Regions from separate parts of the Mus musculus genome. Here regions 1, 2, 3, 4, 5 and 7 are each linked to region 6. The links are chromatin contacts, called in public Hi-C, HiChIP or PLAC-seq and promoter capture Hi-C maps. All regions are on one chromosome and are shown on one strand. Each heading gives the region's core, a stretch centred on a gene start, on an enhancer-like site or on the middle of the called end of the contact. The rest is flanking DNA. Distances are from core to core; before and after follow the strand shown.

Region 1 (3,235 bases), core at 446-2,945, 810 kb before region 6:
GGCTTCAAATGTGTATTAAGTTGCAAGAGACTTGTAACCATGCAGCAGTGTGTCACAGTAACTTTCTGCTTTCTTCTTATTTTAAAGAAACTGTTGTAAACCCTTAGGAGCATGCTCTGAAATGTCTTCATAAAGATTAAACGATATAGCTAATTTTAAGAAGCATCGTTTCAAACACCAGATAAAGTCTTGAAACTCAGCTTGCTTCAACAATTTAATAAAATTATGACTCATTTCAGTAAGAACATGCTTTTTTAGTAAGAAAAAAAAAGCTTTCTGAGCTATGTTTGAACCCCTAAAGCACTTGGGACACTCACACACCCAGTCAGCACAAGTCTTGAACTCCTAAAAGATTAAAGGCAAAATAAATTGGTGTGTATTGAGAATGAAAAGAAAAATCCCCAAGGGTACTGATTTATAAACAGAAGTAACACTGAAAGTCCCCTGAAATCCCCCAATCACCAATCCTTATAAATTCAGCACTTTGCACATCGCTCCTTTGGGAACCTGTAGTTAAAGTTACAGGGATACCTTCGCTGACTTGTGGCTGGTAAACTCTTCAAATTACACCCAACAGGGTCCTTACTGTTTAGCTCAATGGTTCTCAGCCTTCCTTTAAAGGGTCTCAGCTGCGACCCTTTAATACAAGTTTCTCATGTGGTGGCCCCAAACATAAAATTATTTTCATCAGTATTTTATAACTGTAATCTTGCTACTTATGAATCATAATGTAGAGATCAGATATATATCAAACGTACAAGATAACAGTCGAGCAATCCCAAGTGGGTCGGGACCCACAGGTTGAGAACCAGTGGTATGGGTTTGGTTTAAAAAAAAAATGAATCAGGAGTGCACAAGTTCCTGAGAACTGCTAGGGGTTGTTTGTTTGGGATCCAGTAGGTTTGTCCAGCAAGTGTTTGACGCAGGACCCAGGACCCGAGCGCACTCTGCAGAGGCAGAAGTGCGTGGTAGGCACCTCCTAGGGTGGGTGGGCCCGGCGTGTGTCTAAGTGAGGGAGGAAGGGCTTATGACAAAAAGCCGGTGGTGTGTGGGCTGCAGGATCTGGGAGGAGATTGAAAAATGAGCCCGGGGCTCGATCTGTCAAAGGCTGTAGCCACAGGGCTGACTGTATTTAAGTATCCTTTGTCGCTTACCAGTGAATTAAAGATGTCCCTTTAAAATTAAAACATGAAAAACTGGACCTAGTCAAAAATCGTTGGGGGTTGGGGAAGTACGCTCACTCTATTCAACCGATCATCCCTCACACTCTCTGCTCCCGGGTGTGTTGAAGTCGGGGCGCAGTTGAAACCCTGAAGGCAGAAGTGTGTCACCCAACCCCATCGAGGTGCCCTTGAATGGAAGCGCTGCTGATTCGGGCTCGGGAGCCCCGGAGCCTACGGAGAGGAGCGACCGCGTAGCCCCGAAAGCGGTAACAGCGGGACCCGGTGTGAGCCGGCGCCACCCGGCCACGGAGCGGGGTTTGCGCAGGAAAAGGCGCCACCGCGGCCCCGGCCGCCCCTCCCCAGCCCGGGCTCCCCGCCCGCCCGCCGTCCCGGCCGCGCTGCGCGCCAGGAGCAGCTCCGCGGCGCGAGAGGCGAATGGGAGCGGCGGCCAGGCGGGCTGCAGCTCGGGCGACCGCGGAGGCGGCGGGCAGGGCGCGTGCGCACTGCAGGGGCGCCAGATTTGGCGGGAGGGGGAGTGTCCAAACCTCTTTGTTTGATGGCATCTGTTTACAGAGTTACACTTTAATATCAACCTGTTTCCTCCTCCTCCTTCTCCTCCTTCTCCTCCTCCTCCTCGGTGACCTCCTTCTCCTCCCCTTTCTCCGGAGAAACTTCGCCCCGGCGGTGCGGAGCGCCGCTGCGCAGCCGGGGGAGGACGCAGGCAAGGCGGAGGGCAGCGGGAGGCGGCAACCGGTGCGGTCCCCGGGGCTCTTGGCGGAGCCCCGGCCCGCCTCGCCATGGCCCGGAGACCCCGACACAGGTAATGGGGAGGCTGAGAGGGCGGCCTCGGGCTAGGGCGCGCGGGGATCCAGGCATCCCGGAGCAGGTGGGAATGCCTTCCCTGTTGGTTTGCGGGGCTGTCAGCCAGTGGCAGAAGACACTCGGGAGAAGGATGAATGGAAAACTCTGCGAGAAGCGCACGGGTATAGTGGGAAGCATGCCCTGAGGCTCTTTTTTATTTTATTTCCCTTTTTCTTTCTTTTTTCTTTTTCTTTTTGCAAGTTGCTCGGGGATTCGTTTCTCTTTGGGGGGTGGGGTGGGGGGGGGGCTCGGCACTCTTCAGCCGAGGACTGAACGGTTCCATCAGACCCGAGGAGCCCACCAGGTGTTTGGCTTGATGCCCCGAGTGTCGGCGAGGGAGTCGCAGCCTAATTGCTGCATGCATTGAGGTGTGTTTGCACTTGAAGAGCATATGGCAGATATAGGGAAAGGCCGGGTTGTTTAGTAGCTGCAGGTAGTTCATTTAAATTTCATTCATTCATTATGGAGGCGAGAGAGGTGTCAGCTGACAGGCAGGCAGCTGCAAAGATTTTAGGGGGACAAAATGGGTTTGCAGATTGTTTTAAACCCAGCCGTTTGAAGATTCTTGTACTTGTTATGGAAGAAGCTTTTGCAAACACTGCACGCGCCCGCGTCGCACATGTCACCGCACCGGCCGAGATGATGCGTGCACTCTCTTTCCATTTTGGCCCCACCTTCGGGAAGAGGGATCCTCTCGGAACTGTCAGTTGCTGGCGCTCAAGTCCGGCCCGACTCGGGGTTTCCCGAGGACACGCCGGGGCTCCCAGAGAGCAACAGATGCGGGGCTTAGCTCGGTGGCGGTCGCCACTCGGCGCAAAGTGCTGGAGGCAGGCGGCACCCAAGGCAGCTGCAGTGCACCCCGGGCGATGTCGCCGCTCTTCTCCTGGGCCGCGCACACGTGGAAGCAGCTGAGGTCGCCGCTGCTCCCAGCACTCTGCTCCAGCTGCTTTTGGTGGCCCGCCTCTGGCAAAGCCACCGACCGACCGACCCTAAGGAAGATTCGGGGGGGGGGGGGGGAGTCCGCGGAGACACAGTCTATCCGCGCCCGCCTTTCCACTCGTGGTTTGATTTTCGCTAAACAATCTGTTCTCTCTCTTTCTTTCCTTTCTTTCTTTCTTTCTTTCTTTCTTTCTTTCTTTCTTTCTTTCTTTTTTTTTGGGGGGGGGGGGGAGCCATCAGGACCTGGCCATGCAGGGCGCGGGCTCTGGGAA
Region 2 (3,158 bases), core at 84-2,583, 950 kb before region 6:
ACAGTCCTCATGTGTTAAGCAGTACCCTTAAATAGTCAATTATCACTGGCTGAGGAAATATATTGGTAATAAATGTCCCTTATTTCACAGCTACACAATCTCTTCCAGACTAAAGTCATTTCTTAGTGGTAGTGGTCCACCAGGCCTTTTATACAGACACTATGTATTCTTACAGTGAATGCCTGCCAAGTAAGATATTCCAGGCAGACTGGGTCAAAGTCTCCAGATGCAGCCCAGGTTGTTGGTTGGTCAAACCTGTTGAGGACACTGAAGCTCACAATCCCCCCAAAGGGGGTGTTAATAACAACCGCCTGCGTAAACATTGCATCTTCTCCATTTTAAAAAGCAGCAGGTCTTTAGGATTCTTGCATCACTTTACATTTGTGTTTATTTTTAGCTTCTGTGATGCTAAATGATGCTTATTATCATCCACTCAATGCCAACAAACTGCGAGTCCCTTTTTCATGACCTCCCCGCTGGTGTTATTTTTCCATTTCCTTTTTAAAATCAATCTACATTAAGCACTGTTTGCCAATAACTGAATTTATACACCTGAACATCAGCAAATCGACCCAATTTCTTGAGCCCTTTTAAACAAGAATCTTTTCTGTTTCTCACGTCCCCAGTTTTGAAATCCGTTGGAAAAAAATGGAGCAGTCAAAAACGCAGGGACACGGGGACAACGAAATAAATCTGACGTTTGTAGTAGGCCGGCCGCAGGTAAGCGCTAAGCCAGCCTCTTTTCTAACTACGGCCTCGTGGGCTTGTCTGAAGGAGGGCTTATGAGACAGACGTCAGGAACTCATTGCGGGATCCCCGCAGGAAACAGGGAAAGAAGAGGTGACGCTTGGATACGAACAGCATCGGATCCCGACCTCGCCACACCTATGGGCCCTGGAGATGCTACACCCCTGCCCGGTCGGTGAACTAGCTCAGCTAGGAGGCAGACAACACGCCGGCTTCCTCCCCGGGTGTTCCTCTCAGGTCCTGCTCGCTCTCCGCCCGCTCCCTCTCCGCCGAAGATCCCATTGCGAGCGTGGCTCCGGGGTCCATGCTCGATTCCAGGGAGATGTAAAGCGGCCATGGAGACAGCTGGAAGAGCTAAGGTCACGGCCGGCGCGGCCTTACCACCCACCTTCATCGTAGTTATATCCCCGGACGTTCCGATGCCGGGCCATCGCGCACAGACGGCGCCTGCCGCCGTCCCTTCCAGAAAAACTCGGCTCAGAAACCGACGAGGCGCAGACCGCGGGCGGAACACCTCTGCCGCGCCATCTTGTCTTCCGCCAGGCCTCTGCGCCGAGCGTCCGCGCATGCGCGACGTCATACCTGCGCACTTGGCGACGGCAAGCTCTCGGGGTCACTGCGGGCCTCCCGGGAACGCGTGCGCGCTCGCGAACTGGCGGGGGGGGGGGGGGGGCGAGGTCCCGCCCACAAGCGAATTGACTGACGTGGACTTCAAGGCCAGAAATGAAGCAACCAGAGGGTTGTTGAGCGGGATCCTTCACCTACACCGGTTTTCAGGATTATTTCCCAACTTTGGTTTTTGATCATCTGAAAAGCTGCCTATTTCGCTCAGTAAAAACAAGGACTTTGTTTCAGCTTTTAAGCCTTAGTAAACACTATAGGCAATCAATAAACGTGTAAATTTGGCATAATAATTAGTCCAAGCTGTAGAGGGAACTTTTTGAATGAGTAATTTTAGCTTTGAAATGTAGCCACACTGGGTCAATATGCTTCGCATGTAACTCATGGCTTCAGGTATGGGCTCCATATTAAATTCATTAACAGCTCTGGTAAACAACTGTCTGACCTTAGCTTTGTAAAATATTTCATTAGCACGAATTAATTAAGAAGGAAGCCTTAGACATTGATTGAATACATAAATATGTGAACTTGCTAAGGGTGTTTAGTACAGCTTTTCAGACACAGAACTAGCCTTGGGTGCTTATGATGTAATAATAACACATAAATCTATAACCTGTTATTAAACATCCTTGTTTCATACAACATAAGGCTAATAATGCTGTGTAAAAAACATCAACCTTATTATCACACTGAACAAACCATTTTATTGTAGCTTGTGCTTTCAATGCCAAGACCTGGAATCAAAGGCGAATGTCTAACACCACCTTACTCAGCTTTTCTAATCCACAACAATGAGGATAACACAAATTAAATCCATATTTGTAAAGGGCTCAGATTTGAGTTCTGACTGACTACCCAATGGTGTTCTTAACTCACAATGTTTCATATGGCTCCAAGGCAAAACTTTATAGACAAAAAAAAAAAAAAGTAGATGCTAATTTTATGATTTTTAAGTGTTTTATTTTATACCTTTAAATAATTTCCACATTGCAGCCTATTTCTTTGTAAGTGAAGATATTATCTTATACATTATCAAATTCATAAATAATATTTGCCCATGTAAGAGGACTTAGCACAGGACATTAAGTGCTAAAGAGTACTAAATGTGCTGGACCTGGTGGCTCAATTCCTTTAATCTTGGTACTCTGTAGACAGGGACAGGAGGACCAGGAATTCAAGGTCATCCTTGGCTACACAGGGAGTTCCAGGCCAACCAGCACTGTTGAGACCCTGTCTCAACGTCACGTACATAAAACTTAAAAACCAGGGTCAGCTTCTATCCCACTGTAAACGTGAATGCTGTTAATTACAAGTCACTGATGCGGCTATTGAAGTAAATGAGTTATAAACCGACCACATAACTAGTAGGGTGAATAAGAAAACAATCCTGCCTCAGACATGACACATAACTTGGGTGTGTGGACCAGTCTGTTCTGTATTGATTCCTGAAAATGGTATATTATTTACACTTGTTAGTTTCCCTGGCAAGGTGACATAACTCAGAGTCACCTGGAAATTGCCTCATCAGAATTGTCCTGTGAGGCAATGTCTTGATTGATTGATGCAAAGAGTTTCCAGTCTGCTCTACAGGGCAACCTCCTTAGTAGTGGGGCCTGGGCTGTAAGAGAAAGCAAGCCAAGCATGAGCAGAAGAGCGGGCCTGTAAGCAGTTGCACCTGTAGTTCCTGCTTCAGTCTCTGCTTCAGTTTCTACCTTGATGTCCCTCAGTGATGGATTGTAACTTGAAAGTGTGGGGCTGGTGAGACGACTGATGAGTTAAGAGCACTGACT
Region 3 (2,916 bases), core at 341-2,840, 560 kb before region 6:
GCCTCTCCCCCTTGATCACTAATTGAGAAGATGCCTTACAGCGGGATCTCGTGGAGGCATTTCCTCAACTGAAGCTCCTTTCTCTGTGGTGACTCCAGCTGTGTCAAGTTGACACAAAACTAGCCAGTACAGTTAGCTATTATCTTTATTTTGGCCTTTTAGGTTTTGAAAGTATTTATGTATAAACCATGTGCATATATATGCGACTACGTGAGTTAATGCATACTACGTGCATGCAGAATCCCAGGGAAGCCAGATGAATGTGTTTTATGTCCTGGAACTGGAGTTATAAACAGTTGTGAGGCCCTGTGTGGGTGCTGGGATCTGAACCTGGGACCTCTTCTAGAGCAGCTGGTGCCCCCGAGCGCCATGTGAAAGGCTTTGTATAGTTGTATTATCTGTATTCGGAGACCTATTCAGTGTGTCACACATACATTTACAGTGGTAAAGATAATGAAAATAGCTTAAAGGTATATGGCAACTTGCTTAAACCTTGTTGTTTCCTTTTACTTTTTAAATATCCTATTAAATTATCCCTACTATATAATACGGTACCAAATACCATATACATATATATGTTTATATATACTTTTAAACCCTATTTAGATGATTTTATTAAGAAGCATAGTTAACAAATTAAAACTTGTAGTAGTTTTTATAGTTCTTGTTACAGATAGAAAAACTATATATTTTGTAGACTATATAATTTATATTTTATGTACACAATGTTTATTTACATTGTATATAATATATACAATATACACAGATATAATAATATATTCTATGCTGTATATTCTATATCTTGTATATGACTCGTATGTACAATATAATATAATGTGTATAATATTTTATTTAATGTATATATTTTTGTACATAATAAATTATATACATTTAGATTGATCAGCAATATAGAAAACAGACCACTACTAAAGTAGAATTTTAAGAAACTATTTTTAATACTACATTATTATTTTTATTTTGTTTTGTTTTAAACTGGCAGTTTTGGTAGAATGCATCCAATTGAAATATTCTTACAGATGGACAAAATGTAGTAAGATATCCAAGAAGTTTTGGGTGGAATTGAACAGCAAGGGGGAGGATAAGAAAGAGTTCTCTTGGGTGTGAGATGGGAGACAGAAAGGTTTCTTTAAAAATATTTTTCCTACATTTTGGATTCTGGTTTTAAAAACTTGATTTTTATTCCTGTACCATGACTCTGTTTGGAAAGACAATTCTTACCACCTGCCATTTCAATAAAATGTTTACTAGTTTTGTCCCAGAGTCCACTCACTTCTGTGAGTCAGATAAGGGCGTTTGTGAAGTTTAATCTCCACGTGCTGTCACCAGAAGTCAGTGACCAGAGAGCCTGCTGAGGAGACTGTTTTTGAATCGAAAGCTCAACTTTGGAGATTACAGCCAAGTTTTTGCTGTTGTTTGTTTGTTTGTTTTTGTTTGTTTGTTTTAGGTCACACAATTTCTGGTGCTCAGAGGTCCTGAGAGTCCAATGGTCTTTTGCCGTTTGGCTACTGGTAAATTAGAACCTGTGATGCACCTGCTTTGTAATCAGCACTAGACAGAAGGAAGTAACATAGCCAGGAGCTCAGTAGCTCACACACGAGGGAAAGTCTGCCACAGACATACACTGAAAGGTGTGTGTACGCGTGCGTGTGTGTGTACATGCATGTGTTCGAGCACATGCACATGGGGTGCTTTTGTGTGTATGTACCTATATGTATGTGGGCAAAAAGCAAAGGCACCTGAGTTACATTGTCATCCAAATAATGCAGAAGCAAGGGAGACACTGTGGCTCAGTTGTAACTGTTGCCTTTGCAATGCTTTGCAACTGAAACATCAACAAAGGCCATGGGTTAGAGATCTGGTCTACCTCATGGTACTGTTGGAAAGCGTTGGAAGCTTCAAGAGGTGGGAGCTTAGCAGGGCTTTAGGTCACTGAGGATGTATCTTGGGGAGGAGGTGGCTGTGGGACTCCAGTCTCTTCCTCTTTCTCTGCTCTGCTTCCTGACTACAAGCTGTGTAGCTGGTGGTTGCTCTCTGCTCCCCACCATGATGTGGTCTTGCCACAGGTCTCAGAGCAATAATGGGCTAATTGATCAGACCCAGAAAGTTCCAAAACCATGAGGCAAAAATCATTCATTTCTCTTCATAATTGCTTATTTCAAGTATCTGAAGTAACTTCAGAAAGCTGACTAGCATAGCCTGGAAGGCCTGTATTTTTCTCTACCCAGGACTGTGTGTGTGGTTACTGGTTCTGCTACTTAAAACTAAGCATAAGATGAATATTAACTAAAGGGGGAAAACATATTCTGTGTGGGCATATTTGTGTTCAGCAGTTAAAACAGGTCTGGTGGCACAGCAAATGGCATGCAGGTCTGAGTGTTTCTGCTTTTACAGATTGACAGAATTACGGCTTGCAGATAAACTAGAATATCCAGAGAAGAGGAGCTGGAGAGATGGCTTGGCGGTTAAGAGCATAAACCTCTCTTGCAGAGGAGCTGACTCCCAGTATCCAATCACCTTTGAGTCTAATTCCAGGGGGATCCAATGACTCTGGCCTCTGCAGGCCCCACATTCACATGCAAATACTTCCATAAACATAGCTTTAAAAATGAATATGAAAATGGATGCCAGAGTGGCAAGAATGGTTGATAGGACTGCACCCGGAAGATAGCTCACTCGCTCACTCACACGCGGCTGATCAGGCTATAGAGACTGGAGGACACAGAGCCAGGACTCATGGGGCACAGTTCTCACTCAAATGACCACACATATATGAATGCACTTAATACACAAAACTTTACATTTTACAGTGGTTCAGATGACAAATCTCATGCTCTGTGGATTCTGCCACAGTCATGAGCTAGAGGGCTTGAAAATAATGGTGTATTTCAGAACATT
Region 4 (3,127 bases), core at 13-2,512, 840 kb before region 6:
GCGGGCTGTGCCCAGCAGGCTGTAACCTGGATGAGCAGGAAGCCTGCAGCAACATGCCTGTGTCCAGGGTTCCAGACCTGGGCAGGGTAGGGATAAGAGTCTCATTTTAATTATGCCAAGGAGTCTGCCCTGGAAGAATGGAATCTCAGCAACAGAAGATTGTAAATGGAACTGGGCTTAGTCCTGGCAGCAAGAGAGCTGCTGTCTTTCCTTCTCAAGGCAGCAACAAACCCGCCATTGCTTAGGGGAAACGTGGAGTCTCTGTAAAATGACACAGAATAAAAAACCAAGATGTAAAGGCTGCTTCAGCATATGGCCTACACTGAAGCCGAATTATCATTTCAAAGATCTTGAATCCTCCTGTTGCTGAGGCCCAGGCCCCTTGGCTTTCTTCCGTTTCCATTATCTTTCTCTTTTCATAAACAAAACCATTCGAACACCAACACCAAATAGAAAAACCCCTCCCCCTCTCCCTCCCCCTCCCGTCTCCCCACTGGGACCCCACCTCTGTCTTCCCAACGCTCTGGCAAGCTTTCAGTTTGAACTCTTGTGCTGCCTCTGTTCTCACTGGAAGCTGGCTGCTGAGTATGGACTCTGCACCCTGTATCCCACAGCCTTGCTCTCTACCCTCTACCCACTCTGCCTCACCTTCATCGGGTCAGGAGCCAGAACCAGGACATCATTTATCACCTTCTCAACAGCATCAGCACCAAGCACTCATACCCACCTTGAACTCCTGATTGCCCTCACTGATGGTCTCTCCTGGTAGGGCTCTCGAAGCTCTGATTGATATCTACCCATTTCCACCCCAGCTTCTATAATAATATCAGGGAGGAAGAGAAGAGAGTAAAGGAGAGGACGGGATGCTAAAGCCAGAATACCAGGTGGCATCTTTCAAACCTGATTAGTTGTCTGATAGTTGCCAGGAGTCAGGATTGTTTCCTCCCAATGTTGCAAATCTCAGGTCTAGACCATGTCATAGTCTGGTTCTAGAAACGTCTCCACGTTTTTTAATACAGAATAACTAACCCAGAAAAGAGGGGCCGGCCAATTCTTATGATGTAAATAGACCCACCTTATCCAGCTTTGAGCTACAAACTAAATGTCGCTAAATGTGCAGTTGGGAAGGCATGTATGTAGACTGGCTTTCAGATATAAACATGATATAAATACGAGCTGGCTCCAGTGCCCCAGTGGCTTCACACACTGTCCCACTCTGTGACAGGCCGGGCCACCTGGGTCTCTTTCAATTCCCTTTACTGGCACTGCTTCCTCATGCACCAGGCTGCCTCGCTTTCTGTTCCTTCTGCTCATTCCTTCCTTTTCATCTAGTCCGTGACTGCTCCTCCCTCCGTTCTCAGCACAACCATGACTTTTACAGGCAAGCTTTTTCTGACCTCGCCACCAGTCCGGTCAAGTGCCTAATCCTAGACTCTCATTGTGCCGTGCCCCGTTCCTTTGTAGAATATGTCACAGGTATAATTTGACACTTGTTCAATTGATCATCTGATTACTGTCTGTCTCCCTTCCTGGAGGGCAAGCCCCGGCTGGTCAGGCTGGGTCTGCTGTTGTTTATGCTGTGTTCCCAGCTCTTGCCCTCCAAAGAACTTCTACGTGGTGACAACTAACTGACTGTCTGAGCATCATACCTCTTTCTCCAAGCCTGATTCGTCATGAGCTAGAAGGTGAAAGTCACTTCTCTTCTCCAACACTACCATACCCAGGAGTGTTTTGTTCTCTCTGAGAGCCTCTACCAGCAGCTGACTGAGACAGAAGCAGATACTTACAGCCAACCAACTCTGAGGAAGAGTTGGGGGAAGGACTGAAGGAGCTGAAGGGGGTGGCAACCCCATAGGAAGAACAACAGTGTCAACTAACCTGGATCCCTAAGAGCTCCCAGAGTCTAAGCCACCAAATCAAAGAGTATACAAGGGCTGGTCCATGGCCCCTGCTGGTACATACTCAGCATAGGGCTCCCTGGTCTGGCTGCAGTGGGAGAGGATGTTTCTAGTCCTGTAGAGACATGATGCCCCAGGGAAAGGGGATGCTGGGAGGAGGGGCACCTTCTCAGAGGTCAAGGGGAAGGAAGATGGGGGAAGAAACTCTACAAAAGGGGACTAGGATGGGAGACAACATCTGGGATGTAAAAAAATAAAATTAATTAATTAATTAAAAGAAGCATTCTCTTCTCTGTTTTCCTATTGCTGAAACCCAAGGCCCTGCTTGCTATGCAGGCATTCTGCCACTAAGCCTGGTCCTCAGCCTTTAAGGAGCATTCTCTAGATCAGACTGCTCCAAATGTGACTCTGCAGCAAACGCTTCATATCTAAAGAACCGCACACACAACACGCCTGAAGAGGAGGTTCTAGAAATCTTAAGATGTGTAGCAATGCCTCGTGTGGTCATGGGCAGCTTCTTCGATGTATTGCCATGTTTTTTGTTTGTTTGTTTGTTTGTTTGGTTGGTTGGTTGGTTGGTTTTTCGAAACAGGGTTTCTCTGTGCAGTCCTGGCTGTCCTGGAACTCACTTTGTAGACCAGGCTGGCCTCGAACTCAGAAATCTGCCTGTCTCTGCCTCCCCAGTGCTGGGATTAAAGGTGTGCGCCACCATGCCTAGTACATTACCATGTTTTTAAAAATAAGTTTTAATTTTGTAATTTGTGCGTGGCATGTGTACGTGGGGGAGGGGTTACATGCACACAGGCATGCCGCCACTGTACACATGTGAAGATCAGAGAACACCTTTTGGAAGCTAGTTCCATCCTCCTTCTTTGTTTTTGAGGCAGGGTCTCCTTGCCATTGCAAAGCAAGGTCCCAGCAGATCCTTCTGCCTCTGTCATTCCCTTTAAAATGGGACTGTGCTTATGGCTTCCTCCATGTGCTCCAGGGACCAAGGTCAGACTATCAGGGGTTGCTGGAAGTGCTTTTATCCACCGAGTCATCTCCCTAACTCCAGTTTTTTCTATCTAACTGCACCTGTGTGGTCTAATTGGATATATCCCATTAAACTCGATTTAATCTAGAACAGAAGAAACTGGGTAAGGGGTGTGATCAAGATGTAAGATGACTAAATAAATAAATTTAAGGGGGAAAATGGAACTTTTAATACTACTACACGTGCAATTCAC
Region 5 (2,926 bases), core at 387-2,886, 880 kb before region 6:
AGGTGACAGAAGAAGCTGGCAAGGATGTGGAGAAAGAGGAACATTTCTCCATTGCTGGTGGGATTGCAAGCTAGTACAACAACTCTGGAAATCAGTCTTGTGATTCCTTAGAAAATTGGACATAGTACTACCTGAGGACCCAGCTATCCTATTCCTGGGCATATACCCAAAAGATGCTGCAGCATATAACAAGGATACATGCTCTACTATGTTCATAGCAGCCTTATTTATAATAGCCAGAGGCTGGAAAGAAACCAGATGTCCTTCAACAGAGGAATGGATACAGAAAATGTGATACATTTACACAATGGAGTACTACTCAGCTATTAAAAACAATGACTTCATGAAATTCTTAGTCAAATGGATGGAACTAGAAAATATCATCCTGAGTGAGGTAGCCCAATCACAAAAGAACACACATGGTATGCACTCACTCTTGTGGGCCCCTCTCTTTAGATTTAAATTACCTTAGTCTTCATATCCATGTGTGAATAGGGCTGATTTCTAGATAATGTATTTAATTGATTGATCTGTATGCCATCTTCAAAACTCACCTGATGTATTTTCACGTATAGTGAGACATACCGTGATTTCCTACAGCTGTTTCCTAATTCCTTTTACACGGCTTCTCTTTTAATTTTAGAATTATCTTTATTAAAAATTCTAGTAGCATTTTAGTTAGGTTGATGTAAAGTTGTATAATTTCAAAATGACACGTGTTCTTTTGTAAATGATTTTGAGTCGTCCTGGCATCTTTGTCTGCCTAGGGGAAAGTTGCTGATCTTTTCCTTAGGATAGAGGTTAATATTCGTTCCTTTTAGCACCAAGTATTTTATACTCATTTTATTACTGCTATTTAAAAGAAGGATTTTTTCCTTTTATATTTTTTATATACATCATAGAGAATACTGAATTTTCTGGTGTGAGTGTGAGTGTGTGTGTGTGTGTAAGTGTGTCAGCCCCATGATCCCCAGGTCTTGGATGTTCTAGGCAAACCCTCTCCACTGAGATTTGTCTCCAGCCCCATTCTGCGTAGTAATCTTATATTTTAACAGACTCCTGCCTCAGTGGTTGTAGCCAATCTATTGAGTCTTTTATTAATCTGTGTAAATTACATACATGGTTCTGCTTTAAAATTTGTGTTTTCAATATGTGTTATATATAAATGTGTAATGTATGTATTATGTGTGTACACATGTAATATATATAACACACATAAATGTTTATATAATGCCAGTTTCCATTTATTTAGCAGTGAGTACACTTCTTGGATCTGTTGGGATAATAATATTATATTTTTGTTTTATTTTCAGTTCGAGTCTTTCCAATGATCTAAGAAACCATAAGCATTATTTCCAAAGCCTACGCTGACGGCTCTAGTTTAAAATGCATAATCAAGCTACAGTGCTGTGTTGAAGTCACTGCGGGAAGGGATGCCTATCCTGACTATGCCACACAGTCTGCACCGTGCGTGACAGGTAGTCTAGCTTCCTTGAAGTGCACTGAGACTTGTAATGCAGCCTGCTCTGGCACACAGTCCTGCAGCTTGCAGATGAAGTGCCCAGCTGTGCGGCTGTAAGGCTGAGCTCAGAGGTCAGTTGAACTCTCAGGAGCTCTCATGTGACTACTGCCCTTTTCGATGTACTATCTGCAAGAGCGCATCTGCTTGCCCTCTGTCTGTTACTGGGGAAGGCTGCTGGCCTCTTCCCTGGGCATCCTGATTGTGCTAACTTCCTTCTGTACTGTCAAGATAAGGAACATGTCTTGATTTATCAAGGGTCTCTGTCACCGTCACTTGGATCTTATTAATGACATTTATCAACATGGTGGGTGTATGATCTTTTAATCTCATGACTTGTAAAATACTTTTAAAAAATATCAAATGAGTCTTTCTTTGCTGGAATATATAGGTTATTTTATTTTAATGTAAAAATTAAAATGGAACCAAATGTATTTAGAAATGACATGATGCAGTTTCTGTCTCTAGTGGAGTCTCACTATGAAAAAAATAGATTTCTTCACTTTATTGCATTGAAGAAACTGGATAGGTTATTTAAAAAATTAAAAATTGGACTATCTTTTACTTTTTACACCAAGGTGTCTACAAATACACCAGTGGCTAGAGGTAAGCTATGTTGCAAAAAGGGAAAGGTACAAAGCAAATTGGCTCACTCTTCATAATTTGGGGTGGGGGTGGCATTTCTAAAACCATGAAGAAGCACCCTAAAACTAGCCTAGGAGATTCTACAAACACGTCTAAAGCAAATGAGAACCTGGACTAGCACATTTGCAGTTCATAGCAGAGTGCTCTAAAATCCCTGATGTTATACCGCAAAGGCTCTGCGGAATTGGGAGAAGGGAGAGACCTGGAAAACACCGATTTCCCACAGAAAAGGGAGCAGCGGTCCAGACGTGTGCAATGTGTTCGCCTCTGCTCCAAGCAGGAAAGTGCACACTGTGCTGTCAGCTTAGCAGAGCTCCTCACAGGGGACAAATGGAGGTGACTCTGGGAAAGTCTGAGAAAGTCTCGGAAGCCTGAGAAAATGGCAATTTGCATCCAGTCTTTTCCCGACAAATGTACCTGCTTCTGTATAAAATGGTGAGTCTCCAAGATTATGTTACTGTTGATTATTTTAAAGTTGGGTCGGATAGAGAGTGTTCAGATGTCTGTCAAAGAAAACTATTAAGCCATACTATAATCTCTCCAGAAAATGGAAGAGCAGGCTATTGTGAAAAGAGGTCAAAAGCTTTCTTGAAGTTGGTATAGGAAGGGCTTCAGGACCCCAAAGGATGGATAATCAGAGAGCGAAGATGCAGGTACAGCACTGGTCTTCTAACACTGTTGGTAGGGAATGATTGCTGTCACCACACTGGTTGTGTGACCTGGAGACCTACCACGTTCCAGAGTTAGCTACAAATCTTGATC
Region 6 (3,096 bases), core at 457-2,956:
TCAGGGGTGTTACCACCCACAATGGGCTGGGCTCTCCCACATCAATCACTAATTAAGAAAATGCTCGGGGCTGGTGAGATGGCTCAGTGGGTAAGAGCACCCGACTGCTCTTCCAGACTGCTCTTCCAAAGGTCTGGAGTTCAAATCCCAGCAACCACATGGTGGCTCGCAACCATCCTAACGAGATCTGATTCCCTCTTCTGGAGTGTCTGAAGACAGCTACAGTGTACTTACATATAAAATAAATAAATCTTAAAAAAAAAAAAAAAAAAAAAAAAAAAGTATGACTGGCTACCCTTTAAAAAAAAAAAAAAAAAGAAAATGCTCTACAGACTAGCCTATAGCCTGACTTTTGGAAGGCAATTTCTCAATCAGGGTTCCCTCTTCTCAGATCATTACAGTTTGTGTCAAGTTGAAATGAAACTAGCCAGTCACGATTCATCATCATTGAGGGAAGTCAGGCAGGAATAGAAGCAGAAACCCTGGCTCAGGCTCAACTAGCTTTCTTATACAGCTCAGAACTCATTATCCCAAGAATGGTATCCTCCACAGGGCTGGGCCCTACCACAACTATGAACAGTAAGGACACTCACTTAGAGACAGGGCCACAAGCCAACGTAATCTAAGCTATTTCTTGAGGTTCCTCTCCCCATAAGACTCTAATACCGAGTTGACAATAAAAACTAATCAGGGCAGAGAACATGTTCAAAATGGCACACTGTCCATCTGTAATCAGCCATTGGTAGGTGGTGGTGGGTGGTAACACCCCTGAGCAGGTGGCCCTAATTTTTATAAGAAAGCTGGTGGAACAAGTCAGTTATCAGCATTCCTCCATCAGCTCCTGCCTCCAGGTTCCTGCTTTGTTTTGAGTTTCTGTCCTAACTTCCTCCCATTGGTAGGGGGGGGGGATCAGGAGCTCAAGGAACGCCTGAACTGCATAGTGCCCTGCCTGGCTCAAAGAACAAAAACGACCCAAGAATAGCAGCAAAATCCAGACTTTTAGCCTAAGCTGCACCATATCCTGTCTCAAAGCAACGACAATAACGAGACCCAAAAATAAAGTTAGCAAAATTAATAAAAGACTTTTACCTGGTCTACGGGAACACCAAAATATTCCAGCACGTTTCTTAATATATTTAGAATGAAAGACATTGGTGAAGGAAGTTCAAGAAAACGCTGTTCGTTGGTACCTTAGAAGAGAAGTTATCAATTATTACTCTTGACAGGTAACTGCTACATAGACCGCACTAAGGAAACCACAGAGACCTTTCATGACACCATCAAGTGATTGCTCCTGGAGAGCTATTATTTTGAAGAGAGACTTAAAAGGAAAGAAAGAGCACTTTACTAAATTCCATTGCTATCTTACCGTGTGTGTGTGTGTGTGTGTGTGTGTGTGTGTGTGTGTGTGTGTAAAGGGATTGACAAGCAAATGTGCGACAGCCAAGATCACCATCCCTGGAGCTCTGCTGCCCCTGGAGAGAACCGCCCAGCCGCTCTCTTCACCCCGCGAGGAACGCCACCCGCCCGCGCTTCCGTCCGTCCGTCCGTCACCGGCCACCGACCGGAAGCCGAGGCCTAACGGAGCCCGTGCCACTCACCATCCCGCGGCATTGCACGGCGCCAGGCGGCCGGGGAAACTCTCCGGACGCGACCTACAGCCGCAGAGTAGCTTCTTCCCGGAATCGCTCGCCGCTTCCGACTCGACCCCAGCCTGGAATATCAAGCTTCGCGGGCCGGAGTTCGGAGTCTATCCCTATTGGACGCCGCCGGAGGACGCCGCCGGTGATTGGAAGGGTAAGAGCCAATAGGCGCATTCGAAAGGCGCATGCGCACCGTGCCCCCAGCATTCGGAATTGTGTCTTCTGCCTTTGCAACTTGTGCTTCACTCAGTCCTTTGCCAGTAAGGTGTCAAGCCTTCCCAACATTCAACAAAGAATCCGCCCACTTGTAATTGTTTAGTCATTCTGCGAAAATATCTAGCCGTTATGCTAAATGCTGGGATTACTCATGTTGAGCCACACTGTCCAGTCTAGTTGTTTACATGTCTTAGTGTGTGCACGCTACACATGCACATGCCAAAGTACCTGTTTCAAAGCCAAAGGACAATTTGTGTAGGATCCACGGATAGAACTTGAGACCTCAGGTTTGGTAGCAGGCTGCTTGAGCCATCTCGCTGACCCTAAGGCTTTTTTACACCTTTACCTTTCAAACTTTTGAAAGCTAATGAAAAGCAAAAAAGCTTTAATTAATCAAAACCAAAACAAAACCAAAAAACCCTTGTTTTGTATTGACAGTAAGAGATTATGGAAAGCAGAGTTATATACACTGGTCATAGCTATACTCACCACAACCCAATTCACAAATTGATATTTAATTGTAGTAATGTATTTAATTACAAAACCTCAGTTAAATAACTAAAGATTTGGCATGTCATGAGGACATGAGCATTAAGTTTTGAAATTCTTACATTTTCTTTTCCTTTCTTAGGAATGTTTTAATAATCTTAACAATTGCTGGGAGTGGTTGGCGCATGCCTTTAATCCCAGCACTCGGAGGCAGAGACAGGCGGATTTCTGAGTTCGAGGCCAGCCTAGTCTACAAAGTGAGTTCCAGGACAGCCAGGGCTATACAGAGAAACCCTGTCTCAAAAAACCAAACAAAACAAAAAACAAAAACAAATTACATATATATAAATATATGTATATATATAACATATATATATGAATATATGTATATTCTTAAAAAATAATAAGGCTGGGCATGGTGGTGCACGCCTTTAATCCCAGTACTTGGGAGGCAGAGGCAGGTGGATTTCTGGGTTCGAGGCCAGCCTGGTTAACAGAGTGAGTTCCAGGACAGCCAGGGCCACACAGAGAAACCCTGTCTCAAAAAAACCAAAAATAAAAAATAAAAAATAATACAGCATTTCTGAAAAGAAACAACCAAGACTGTATAAACTCTCTGGAGAAATGTGTTTTTTGGTTTTTGGTTGTTTTGGTTTGTTATTAATGTTTTGGGACATGATCGGAAATTAAAGAAAGTTGGCTTTGAAATGCTGCCTTTCCCTCATTTAAGGATCAGATCAACACAGTT
Region 7 (3,137 bases), core at 252-2,751, 590 kb before region 6:
AGTGCCACTCCTAGGCAGGTGTCCTTGGAGGATCTAAGAAATCAGGTGGAGCAAACCATGGGAAGCAAGCTGATAGGCACCACTCTTCCACCAGTCAAGTTGACAAGCAGCACTCTTCCATCAGTTCCTGATGCCAGAGGTTCCTGCCTTGAATACTTGCCTTGGCTGCCCTGATGATGGAGCCTGTGAGCCAAATAAACCCTTTCCTCCCCAAGTTGCTTTTGGTCATTATGTTATCACAGCAATTGAAGCCAAATTAAGACAAGATCTTTGAATGAGTTCTTAAGATCCATAATTGTAGCAAGATCAATCTATTTGATGTGGTCCATCTATTCCAAAGTTTAACTCATCAAAACTCCCCTAATAGAAACATTTAGCATAACTTTAGGCCAAGTATCTGGACCCACATTAATCAGTTGCATGTGTATGTATATATATGTATATGTGTATGTGTACACATACACACACACACACACACACACACACATGCTTTCTTGATAAAATTCAATAAAATATTACATTTCCCTTTTTTAATGGAATGAAGACATAGAAAGTGCTTTGACCCTTCTCTGTCTACAGTTGATATGAACTGCAGCTGATATGAAAAAGAAATGAGGTAAAACTTTTAGAAAAGGGCTTCTCACAGTGGTGGTGCAAGTCTTTAATCCCAGCACTCAGGAGGCAGAGGTGGGTAGATTTCTGGGTACAATGTCATCCCAATCTACAGAGTGAGTTCCAGGGCAGGGGAGGCTACACAGAGAATCTCTGTCTCAAAAAAACCAAAAAAAAAAAATTTGCCAAGTTTTTTCAAACTGTGGCAATAATGTTTAGTGAGCCCCTATTAAAATGCTAGCTATATGCCAGCTAAAAGTATAGCATACTTACAGGGGCAAGGGTGGGGTAGGGTGTTTCATTTTGGAAGAGGTGATATTCACTATTATAGAAGTGAATTAAGAGTGTTAAAGTAGTTTTAGATTTATTAAAGTTTATTTAAAGTTTATTTAAGGATTGTTTAGTGATGTTTAGTGATGCCTAATGGCAGATGATACAAGACGGGCTCCATGTCTATCTGGGATCCATCTGCTGCCCTAGGTCTGCTACTGAGTGAGTCCTGTATCAACACCTATTGTTACCACCCATATCAAGCCTGTGTTCTCAACCCTAAGCCCATTGTATACCTAGACAATTGTCTCTGTTCTTTGTATGCACATTATTCTCTGCTGGAAATGGATTCCAACCTTGAACCCCAGCCAGATCGTCTGGGTCTGTGAAGCCAACGAGTCTTGCCAACATCTTCTCTCCAGGGGACTTGGATCTTTTCCCAGTGTTCTTCCCTCTGCAGCTCACTGGCGAAGGTCTTATTACAGGCCAGACAACTCCTCCCACTCTTGAGCATAAAGCCATCATCATCAGATAGAGTGTCCCTGGTGCAGCATACCTCCTGGCTCATTTTAGATGATGACTACCAACCGTAATTTGTCTGTGTATTGTCTCCCGATGTAAAACTGGGGAGTTCTATAGTCATGCCCACATGGCTGACTCTCCCCCACCATTGTTGGCTTGCTTCTCTCCTATAGAGAGAGCCACAGTTGCAGTTCTTTCCTGGTTCTCCTGCCCAAACCAATCAGATCACAATAACAAAGAATAAGACTTTCCTTGCTTTTCAACAAGCCTTTAGATTACAATGCATCTTAATCATGCTTATAAGTAACACTTTATCCTTTGTGTAGAATATCAGGCTTCCTACAAAACTGTCATTTTCAAAAATTGCCTAAGATTCGAATATTGCTTTTTGCAAGTAATGTGGTCCTAACCCAACATATCCAACAGGGTTCAGATCAATGGTTGTTCTAACTTCAACAATGGTAAATATTTGTTAAGCTTCTACTATGTTCATGGCACCAGACAAGAACCTATTATAGTGAATTTTCCTTTCCAGAAAAAATAAATTCAAATGTGGAACAGAAAGTCTAGACTCATGAAACTGGACTGACTTTGTGTCTTAGAAATTCAACACACCACAGCTGTGTGCATAAGCCTGGTTCAAACAAGATGACAAAATAAAACATTATTATGGCTAGGCATGTGGTATTGTTTGAAAAAATAGCCATAGTGAAAAGTGCTTTTCAAATGCCTAGCGGAATGCCTAGCGTAGGTACATGCAGGCTGTAACTAAGTTATACACTCTCCAGCTATTCTGGGACATGGCCAGTTGGGAGTACCCTTCCGTTAATCTCAAAACTATTTAAGATGTTCAGTTTTCCAAGTTTTTTCCTTTGAAAGTATATGTGAACTTTATTTGCAATAAAAAAGAAACTCATAGCATTTTATTACTTTTTGACATGCTGTTTCTATTGAATGCCTGTAATAAATCAGATATATGTGTGTGTGTGTGTGTGTGTGTGTGTGTGTGTGTGTGTGTGTGTGTGTGTGTAACAAATGCTGTTTTATAGTGGTGGTCACTGTAGAACACAATTGTATCTTATAATTTTTACTTGCTATAGAAGATAGGGATTTATGTGTGTGAATAAGACAAAAATGAGCCTGACAGAGTCACCATTAAACGTCTTCCAGAACCTTCTGGTGTTGAATTTTAATTATACTCTTGAACAATTCAGAATTGTTGCATTTTGTTTTTCAAATGCACAGAACAGAAAACATACTGAAATATGAAAGTACTAACTAAGCCTTTAAAATATTTTTACAAGCTACATGATGATAATTAAATGAGAAATATCAACATTTAGGTTTTGTACTTCAAATGACACAGCTATGGATGAAGAAAGCCACTGGCTACAGCTGTCCATGAAGACATCTTGCTCAAATAATCTATGATCTAACTTTCAGATTATCCTCACACAATTTTAATATATTTATTTCTTAAGTATTTTGCTCTCTAAGACGTTTTTGGCCCAGACATTATAAAGACCACATTTAATAAGTTAAAAGATAATTTGCACAACAAAATATTTGTTCTTGAGCTGCACACAAAGCAAGTGAGAGGTAAGTTATGATATTGCATGATGAACGTTTCTTCACATGAGGACCTGACTCTGTGGTTGTTTTCCCACAGATAGTCTTAGTATGATTATGGTTTGAAAGATGACTTTCCATTTTTAGTGAAAGTACAGCTTAGT

Evidence for each region. Promoter capture Hi-C pulls out the DNA fragments that hold promoters and counts their contacts. A called contact is a pair of places that touch in the nucleus more often than the background predicts. HiChIP or PLAC-seq counts read pairs in DNA pulled down with a chosen protein or histone mark.
Region 1: a promoter capture Hi-C map of neutrophils shows a contact between it and region 6, with 5 times the contacts expected there. The contact joins the promoter of Myb here to the promoter of Mtfr2 in region 6. A contact is called at or near these places in 15 of 39 promoter capture datasets (3T3-L1-derived adipocytes, the C10 cell line, the HPC-7 cell line and 10 more), 1 of 484 Hi-C or Micro-C datasets (embryonic stem cells), 5 of 115 datasets of contacts at active chromatin or transcription factors (the 230-238 cell line, craniofacial prominence, large pre-B cells and 2 more) and 2 of 9 other capture datasets (adipose tissue and macrophages).
Region 2: a promoter capture Hi-C map of embryonic stem cells shows a contact between it and region 6, with 9 times the contacts expected there. The contact joins the promoter of Hbs1l here to the promoter of Mtfr2 in region 6. A contact is called at or near these places in 9 of 39 promoter capture datasets (the 3T3-L1 cell line, embryonic stem cells, erythroid cells and 4 more), 6 of 484 Hi-C or Micro-C datasets (LSK cells, Sertoli cells, cortical neurons and 3 more), 8 of 115 datasets of contacts at active chromatin or transcription factors (the 230-238 cell line, astrocytes, effector CD8 T cells and 3 more) and 3 of 9 other capture datasets (adipose tissue, embryonic stem cells and liver).
Region 3: an H3K4me3 HiChIP or PLAC-seq map of bone marrow-derived macrophages shows a contact between it and region 6, with 7 times the contacts expected there. The contact joins the enhancer-like site here to the promoter of Mtfr2 in region 6. A contact is called at or near these places in 9 of 39 promoter capture datasets (the C10 cell line, the HPC-7 cell line, cranial neural crest and 6 more), 7 of 484 Hi-C or Micro-C datasets (the AML12 cell line, bone marrow-derived macrophages, cerebral cortex and 4 more), 11 of 115 datasets of contacts at active chromatin or transcription factors (the 230-238 cell line, acute myeloid leukemia, bone marrow-derived macrophages and 8 more) and 1 of 9 other capture datasets (liver).
Region 4: a Hi-C map of pre-B cells shows a contact between it and region 6, with 4 times the contacts expected there. The contact joins the enhancer-like site here to the promoter of Mtfr2 in region 6. A contact is called at or near these places in 6 of 39 promoter capture datasets (the C10 cell line, cranial neural crest, hippocampal neurons and 2 more), 2 of 484 Hi-C or Micro-C datasets (palatal mesenchyme and pre-B cells), 2 of 115 datasets of contacts at active chromatin or transcription factors (bone marrow-derived macrophages and pro-B cells) and 3 of 9 other capture datasets (adipose tissue, macrophages and pancreatic islet).
Region 5: a contact with region 6 is called in a promoter capture Hi-C map of the HPC-7 cell line. The contact joins the enhancer-like site here to the promoter of Mtfr2 in region 6. A contact is called at or near these places in 4 of 39 promoter capture datasets (the C10 cell line, the HPC-7 cell line, cranial neural crest and 1 more) and 2 of 115 datasets of contacts at active chromatin or transcription factors (acute myeloid leukemia and bone marrow-derived macrophages).
Region 7: a promoter capture Hi-C map of neural stem cells shows a contact between it and region 6. The contact joins the enhancer-like site here to the promoter of Mtfr2 in region 6. A contact is called at or near these places in 15 of 39 promoter capture datasets (the C10 cell line, the HPC-7 cell line, Sertoli cells and 11 more), 39 of 484 Hi-C or Micro-C datasets (the AML12 cell line, the C10 cell line, CD8 T cells and 29 more), 16 of 115 datasets of contacts at active chromatin or transcription factors (the 230-238 cell line, acute myeloid leukemia, bone marrow-derived macrophages and 12 more) and 3 of 9 other capture datasets (adipose tissue, liver and macrophages).

Annotation. Positions count from the first base shown.
Region 1 is chr10:21,159,444-21,162,678 of GRCm38.p6, reverse strand. Myb (myeloblastosis oncogene) reads left to right here and starts at 1,695. Exons shown (of 16, transcript NM_001198914.1): 1 at 1,695-1,983. The coding sequence starts at 1,961.
Region 2 is chr10:21,294,154-21,297,311 of GRCm38.p6, reverse strand. Hbs1l (Hbs1-like (S. cerevisiae)) reads right to left here and starts at 1,333. Exons shown (of 18, transcript NM_019702.2): 1 at 1,136-1,333. The coding sequence starts at 1,178.
Region 3 is chr10:20,910,630-20,913,545 of GRCm38.p6, reverse strand. No RefSeq gene overlaps it. Among named protein-coding and RNA genes, the nearest start is that of Ahi1, 40 kb to the left of the region's middle. Within about 2 kb of position 1,590, at least 25 of the 459 cell types and tissues checked have an H3K27ac peak or open chromatin away from gene starts, as enhancers often do. A contact at or near this core is called in the HPC-7 cell line, bone marrow-derived macrophages and fetal liver, where this site is marked.
Region 4 is chr10:21,190,781-21,193,907 of GRCm38.p6, reverse strand. No RefSeq gene overlaps it. Among named protein-coding and RNA genes, the nearest start is that of Gm33619, 5.4 kb to the right of the region's middle. Within about 2 kb of position 1,262, at least 44 of the 459 cell types and tissues checked have an H3K27ac peak or open chromatin away from gene starts, as enhancers often do. A contact at or near this core is called in adipose tissue, pre-B cells, pro-B cells and 1 more, where this site is marked.
Region 5 is chr10:21,227,426-21,230,351 of GRCm38.p6, reverse strand. It overlaps Gm33671 (a long non-coding RNA gene), which reads right to left. Exons shown (of 4, transcript XR_380153.2): 4 at 1,894-2,926. Gm33728 (a long non-coding RNA gene) reads left to right here. Exons shown (of 4, transcript XR_380155.3): 4 at 1,314-1,902. Among named protein-coding and RNA genes, the nearest start is that of Gm33671, 12 kb to the right of the region's middle. Within about 2 kb of position 1,636, at least 22 of the 459 cell types and tissues checked have an H3K27ac peak or open chromatin away from gene starts, as enhancers often do. A contact at or near this core is called in the HPC-7 cell line, where this site is marked.
Region 6 is chr10:20,346,429-20,349,524 of GRCm38.p6, reverse strand. Mtfr2 (mitochondrial fission regulator 2) reads right to left here and starts at 1,706. Exons shown (of 7, transcript NM_027930.3): 1 at 1,602-1,706; 2 at 1,090-1,190. The coding sequence starts at 1,614.
Region 7 is chr10:20,933,600-20,936,736 of GRCm38.p6, reverse strand. No RefSeq gene overlaps it. Among named protein-coding and RNA genes, the nearest start is that of Ahi1, 17 kb to the left of the region's middle. Within about 2 kb of position 1,501, at least 11 of the 459 cell types and tissues checked have an H3K27ac peak or open chromatin away from gene starts, as enhancers often do. A contact at or near this core is called in the N1E-115 cell line, neural progenitor cells and neural stem cells, where this site is marked.